2 separate regions of the Acanthopagrus latus genome follow, and region 2 is linked to region 1. A link is a contact called in public Hi-C data. All regions are on one chromosome and are shown on one strand. Each heading gives the region's core, a stretch centred on a gene start, on an enhancer-like site or on the middle of the called end of the contact. The rest is flanking DNA. Distances are from core to core; before and after follow the strand shown.

The links. Hi-C and Micro-C count contacts between places; a contact is called where the count stands out from the background.
Region 2: a Hi-C map of muscle shows a contact between it and region 1, with 7 times the contacts expected there. The contact joins the promoter of ccdc167 here to the promoter of mettl24 in region 1. A contact is called at or near these places in 3 of 4 Hi-C or Micro-C datasets (liver and muscle).

The regions. Positions count from the first base shown.
Region 1 is chr22:15,728,784-15,732,199 of fAcaLat1.1, forward strand. It overlaps mettl24 (methyltransferase-like protein 24), which reads left to right and starts at 1,640. Exons shown (of 5, transcript XM_037085674.1): 1 at 1,640-2,428. The coding sequence starts at 2,123.
Region 2 is chr22:15,864,794-15,868,473 of fAcaLat1.1, forward strand. It overlaps ccdc167 (coiled-coil domain-containing protein 167), which reads left to right and starts at 2,076. Exons shown (of 5, transcript XM_037087079.1): 1 at 2,076-2,217; 2 at 2,589-2,823; 3 at 3,003-3,097; 4 at 3,239-3,291. The coding sequence starts at 2,773. It overlaps kif25 (kinesin-like protein KIF25), which reads right to left and starts at 2,308. Exons shown (of 17, transcript XM_037087078.1): 1 at 2,305-2,308; 2 at 2,144-2,150; 3 at 1,920-1,968; 4 at 1,733-1,798; 5 at 736-858; 6 at 452-593.

The DNA.
Region 1 (3,416 bases), core at 390-2,889:
ATCTCATTATAGCTCGAGGCACTAAACTTCAGCTTGTGTTAACTATATCAAGGTATTCCCATGGCAATAACTATACATGTGACCACCGGTGCATACAGGTGACAGGGACTGGTTCAGTTTATTTATTCATTTATTTACAAGAATGCTCCAAATGTGTTTTTTTGTTTTGTTTTGTTTTGTTTTTTGTTTTTGTTTTTGTTTGTTTTTGTGGCTTCTTCGTGAGTAGAAATGATGATCCTGGAACAACGTTCATTTCCACGTTCCAGGAACAAGACACCAACGCAGTGACATCAGACCAGCCCGTGGGACTGTGACAACAAAATCACACAAAAATCTTTCATGCAACACAATTTTATGGATCGAATGGTTACTGTTTTCATTTAGTAATATGTTATTTTTCTTTTTAAATAAAGATTTGTGCATCTTACATATGGCATAAGCTACTCGAATGCATCCAAACCAAGCAAAGCCAGTGTGTGGAGGGTTATTTGACTGTTTCATAATGTCCATAGTGTATACTTTCGAGTATATTTCACCCTGTCGGAGTCTCTCCAAACACATATCAGTTCCAAAAATGAGTGAATGTCTTACATTTTTATTGTCTTCTGCAAACAAAATGATTAGGAAACTGATCAGAATCAAAGACTGAGGTTCTACAACTCCAGCTCTCATGACTAGAGAAGCAGGGGAAGTCTTATTTCTACCTTGCAGAGGGCAGCAGAGAGCTTCTTACACTGACTGTCATTGATCCTGAGCAGCAGAAAGAAGGCAGCCTTATCATTATCCTGCTTTTATTTAGCCATGTCAGGACGCTCTGTGAAGCCAGGCAAATCCTGCTTTCCAATCTAAGTGGCCTGTTGCGAGTGGACGCTTTTTTTCCTCTAAATCTCCCCTCCCAAAAAATAATTTGCTTCGGCAGGCCTGATAAATGATGTTTCCTCTCTCTCGGCCTGAAAATATCAATAAACATATTTAATAAACAGGCGCACGAGGGGAGTCGGGGGCTCTGATTGTTCATTTGCACACAAACAAATTTAGATTTGGAAGTCTTCAGAGGAAAATCAATGATTAAGTTAACTTGAGGAGGCAACAAGGCCATTGTTGGATCACAAATTAATCATTTTTAGAGTCACCGCCAAGAAGAATAAATCATAGAAGTTAGTTTCAGCAAGTTGCCAGAGATTTAGAGAACTGGCTGATCGGGGCCAATAACAGGAACGCTGATTTGAGGAAACCCCTTACAGGCTCTGAGAGCAATGATCAAACAGTCTCTTATAGATGACTGTAAGATAAAACGTCTACAAGCTGATCCTTGTAATAAAACATCAGTGACAGCATGAATGTGAGCAATATTTCCCACCCTGCAGATCCAGACTCAGCCATCAGGTTCACCAAGAGAGCCAACTTGTCTCGCAGATGCTGAGAGGGGACCTGCATGGGCCCGTAGTGCAGACCCTGCCCACGTCTAGAGTTACAGAGAAACCCGAGAGTCTGCGGGGCGGGAGAGGCAAACCCTTAGGGAGGGCAACAGAGGGGTGTGTGTGTGTGTGTGTGTGTGTGTGTGTGTGTGTGTGTGTGTGTGCGTGTGATCTGAGCCTGATGCACAGAAAAGAAAGAGAGAAAATTAAATGGGCGTGTGTGTTTTGGGAGACTTGAGAGAAAGCGTGAGGAGGGAGTATCCCAAAGTTTTTCAAAGAGGGGCGGCACACATTGTTCTAGTGGAACTGTTTGCAAGAGCCCCGGTGACACACTCGCAAAACCATTCGGAGGGTTTGAGATGCAGGCGCACATATACAGGTCCGGTTTGTGAACTTGACATGCTTGTGGTTCATTAACTCGAGGCATGCCGGTCTGACTGGTGTTGTACTTTGGACCTGAGGGGAATGAGGAGAGGAGAAGAAAAGGGAAAGAGAAGAGAAGAGAAGAGAAGAGAAGAGAAGAGAAGAGAAGAGAAGAGAAGAGAAGAGAAGAGAAGAGAAGAGAAGAGAAGAGAAGAGAAAGAGTCTTTGAGGAGTAGGAGGAGGACAAGAATGGGATAGAAGAGGCAAAGGGCAAAGCAGCAGTTCTCACAGCAGTCGATATGATGGACTGAGGCTGGACAGCAGGGGGGACAAACTAGCCGATGGACATGGGCAAAGAGCGACTCACCCGGGGACTGCTGCTGCGTCTGGGCATCCTCCTCACCGCCGTGTGTGTGTGCGTTCACGTCTACCTGGAGACGGCGTGGCGGGGAGCACCTGCGGCCCTGACACAGGGACGTCCCACGCAGCCCGACAGAGCCAAGCAGGTCCCTGCAGCAGAGGCAGGGCAGCAGGACAGGAGTGTTAAGAGGAGAATCTCTTATGTTCGAACACTAAAGAAGGAAGCCAGGAAGAGGGATGAAGACCCCTCTTCGCCCTGCTGCCTGCCTCGCCGCCCGCACAGAAAGGTACGTTTAATATTCCCAGAACTTCTCGCTCCCTTAATTGCCGCGATTAGGGTTTTGTTTTTTTTGTTTTTTTATCTGATCCCGAGTCAGTGCGGCGGGGGAGACAGACAGAGCGGCTCAATGAGAGAGCTTTCACTCCATCTTCTGTGAGTCACTGGCTTAAAGCTCGGTAATCCCAGGAGAGCGATGAAGGGAGAACAGGCGGCAGAATCAATGAGCGTTCAATAAGCGCCTCAGAGAGAAAAGTCGCAGAAAGAGGGAGTTTGACGGGGCGGTCGCAAAAAAGTGCCTGCGTTTATTTCCCTTCATGATAAATATGTTTGATCCAGACAGGTGTAGGTTTCACCCCAACTGCAAATCACGCTCACACGCTCTCCCCCCACTCTGGCTGTGTTGTATCGAATCTATACAAATTCAACTTACTCTGACAAAGGAAGCATTCAGGACGCAGTGTGTGTGTGTGTATCGACGCAAACACAGCTATTCACACACATGCACACACTCCGGAGGCTTGACCCCTTGACCCGTGGAAGGGTGTGTTCGAGCGCCCGGCTTAACAAACTCCCACTTCCCCTCTTTCTGTGCCTCCTCGTGCCTTTTTATTTCCGTCGCTCTTTCGATTCACCTCCACTCTTTGCTTTGTCGTTTGATCCCTCCACCCGTCATCAATCACCCGTCTGTCTCCCCTTTTGTTTCTTCCGACAGACGCGCAGCAAATCTTCTTTCGACTCTCCCAGTCACCCCGTTTTTTAGTCTTCTCCACTCTGCTGAGCTTTGTCTTTCGTTTACTTTTGTCTTTTAAATCTTTAAGGAGCTAAACCACAAACTACAGGCTGAGGAGCAACAATGCTGACGTTTTTTTATTTAAATGACGTGAAAATCAGCACAGGGCTTATTGCGCCACGCAGAAGAGACGGGCACTCGAGTGCCCATCAGTTTTACATAGCGCCCATATGCACTCACTAGCTCCTTAACACAAAGATTTGTC
Region 2 (3,680 bases), core at 826-3,325, 140 kb after region 1:
CTGCATCACCTGAGTAGACTGAGAAGAGTATAAAAGCAAGAGTTTAAAAGCAATGTGCCAATTTGGAGCTTGTAAATAGACAGTGATAATATCGGCTCATTATTTGAATTGTTTGACCGAAATCCTCTCAGGAAGACTCTGCTGTGCAGTCAAGTCCAGTGAACCCTCAGCAGTCAAGTCATGTCAAAAGCAAACACCCAAAGTGTCCTGTGATCCAGTGTTTGGCTCCTTTAAATTGCAATCTACCACAGGTCAACAATCAGTCCAGAGTGTAAGTGCCTCAAGATGATACTCTTCTAATAGCTTCCTGCTCAGTGTCGCTCACTGCACCCAGGCTCCACAATGATGCTCCAAACTCCAAACAGTCAGCCTAAATATTTCCTCCAGAAGCCTGATCTAAGGATGACGTCAAAGATGCTTCATCTACGGTGCCACACACTCAGATACTCACTCTGGACCTCGTCTGCACGGTGACCGTTTAGAGAACAGCTGGCTTGCTCCACTTTCTTCAGCAGCTGCTTGCTCTGCTCCTCCAGCTCAGTGGCGAAACTCAAATACACAGCAAAAAATTCACTCAAGTCCTGCTTCACGGCCTGCCACCAACACACAGAGAGCACAAGTTAATTTTGTAGGGCTGCACTTAATTTTCCTTTCTTGACTTTGGATGCTATTCATTGAAACATCTCAGCAAAACAGACGTAAAGACAATTCACAACCTTCTGTGTGCACACGTACCTGGACCTCCTGAAGGAGTTTGGTGAGGGCTGACCGGGTGATCCTCTGTGCATTCCTCTGGTGCTGATGGTGGTTCAGGTCCTTGGGCTCCTCTTCCGGGTCTCGGCGGAGTTTCCCCAGACACTGGAAAGGAAAGAACATAATCATACTTATCCTGCACCGCTCGGCCACTTCATTCATACTTTTTTATGCCAAGCTGAAATATAATTAATCTCCCACTTGTATTATGTGATGCTTAAGTGTGAAACTGAATTTTAAAACAATACATGGTTGTTTGTGAGGCTGTTCTTTCTTGGCCACTCTTTCTTTTCATTCTGGCCCTTTGACCATTTTGTTAGTAGACAAGATGGACCACTTACTAATTATGGCTGTTGCTAAGCATTAAAATACTCATATTACAAAAAGTCACCAGACATACAACCTACTTCTAAGTTTTAAAAGGGTGCAATGTTTTTGCAATGTTTCCTGTACTTCTATATGTAATGTTTCTTTTTGCAATTGTGAAAAACTATAAATCAAGGCAAATTCTGAGCCTTACAGGTCCAACATAGGGTATATCAGTTTGTCCCATTTGAATATAAAAACAGACATATTATATATACAATATAAATAGGAGCTGACCTTAAAAGAACAAATCAATTTTAATGTGGTGGACCCTGCCACCTTTCTAGCTTCAAACTGTGTTCTGAGCAGACTGTTTAATTGGTTATGGTGAAAATAAAATTGAGTTTGTATTATTACCTCATTACTATTGTAAATATTAGTATTTTAATTGTGTCTCTTAAACTACACAGTGCCCCTTTAACACAAGCGTCTACAACTCACAAAAACACACAGGGCAAAAACACACACAGTCATTCAGATAAAAACTGCCTTTCACAAAAAAGACAACTCAGTATACTCAATATAAAAGACTTAAGCTCATCCAGAATAGATATTTATCAGGGAGGACTACAGGTTTAAGCTTGTCAGTAATGAATAACAGACATCTTCTTACCTCTGCAAGCCTTAAATGTAGAATAGCATTCTCAGTCTCCAGTTCCAGTATTCGCTCCTCTTTGCTCTGAAAACACAGTGAATATATATAATATACAAATGACATCTAAAAAAAAAAAGAGTGTCTAGAGTTATTTGGAGTCGTTGGACAACTTCTATTAAACTAATTCAACACTTCACTGACTCACCCTCAGCTTGTGCTCCAGCAGGTGGACCTGATGTGCGAATATCTGATCCCTGTTTATAAAAAGAGGCATTTTTTTGTTCTTCTCTCAAATAAAAGACGCTGTCAGAGACGAGAATGGACAGCCTCGTCCCTTTTCCCTTCTCAGCGGATCACGTCCTGTCCCTCTTAGGTCACATAATCCGATTATAACAGCGGTCAACAACAGCTCTCTGGACTCTGGCTCACCTGTCTGCTGCAGAGAGGAGGATGACAACTTCAGTCCTGGAGACACAACAGCCGAGCTAATAGCAATATTTCATGTAAGCTAACGTTAGCGTGTATGAAAACGACGTGATAATGTAGGGAAAAAAATGTTGGACTCTTAAAGAAACAGGCTGAATTTTTACCAAATTTGTGGGATGAAGGATTTTATATCTGTAATACAAATGAAATAAATAGCCTATTTAAAAACAAAACAAAAAAAGCAGGCATTTTAAACTGTATTTTAAAATTAGGCTAACACAGGTGCTAATTAGTGACTCCAGGTGCAGCTAGCTAGCTTAAGTGCTAGTAAAAATAAGTAAGAAAGTAGGCTACACAGCGTATGTTACGTGCCAAAAGAAACAGGGTTAAGAGAGGTAAACAATTCTATTAATTTAATTTTTAAAAAATGTTTTTGTTGGTTTTTTAGCCATTCACTCTCCTGCCAGTCTACTGCGCCACACTCCAGCCCCGTAGGTGGCCGTACTGCGCCTGTAAGCTTGTTTGCCGCAACAGACGTTAAAGCCCAACCAAGAATATCACGAAGAAGAAAATCACTTCCGCATAGTCACAGTTTATCCTGCTCATCCAGGCATTCATCAGCAGGTCACAACATGGCAAAATTAAAGGATAAAAGACGGGAGAAAGTCAGTGTCGCCACTGAGGTGAGGCTTTTTAGACCGTTGTCTTGTGCTGTCTACCTAACGTCAGCTAGAAGGTTAGCTTTAGCTTGCGCTTGCTAATGCTACACGAGTTTCATTCATTCATGTCTGGTAACTGTCTCTGTTAATGTTGTGCTATCCCAGCTAAACTTCCTGTTGCATCCTGTTTATAAATGTTACAGATTGACCGTTTGGAGGAGCGGAAGGCGCTTTGTAAAGACAACCTGGAGAGAGCAGAGTTCAAAAGCAGAAAAGAGAAGCTCTCTGAAAAGGAAAGGTGAGGATGATGAAGATGGGAATGGTGATGGAGACTGTGACAGTTAAAAGCATCGCTTTATGTCAGCACCTCATTGGCTTGTTAAGATAAAAACCTAATGAATTACTTTCTCATTGATTAATGGTGCTGCTTGGTCCGCAGGCAGGAACTGGAAGATGAAATGTCAATCATGAACGAGAGGGTGCAAAAGTTGGGTAAGTCTGCACAGATCACGCATCGCTGTGGGTATGGTTCACTGTCCGCATGTCATTTAAATTTTATTGTTGTTATACAGGAAAAGATTAAAAGCAGCTCTTCCCATGTTAAAATGTGTGACATTTAAATTGGTATGACAGGCTCTTGACTGTTCTGCAGCACCAGAAAAGGCAGAATTGCATTACAAGACAAATTAAAAACAGAAACAAACTAAATAAACTAACTGATCTTAAATAACAACAACACTTTCATACTGTTTACTTTGTTTATATTAGTTTATAAAACTTATTGTTTTAGAGCAGCTTGTTTATTCAGTTATGGAAAAAATGAAGTGCCTCTTTAACATCAGGAAAGATTTTTAAGTCATAGGAGTGATTTTGAGTTACCT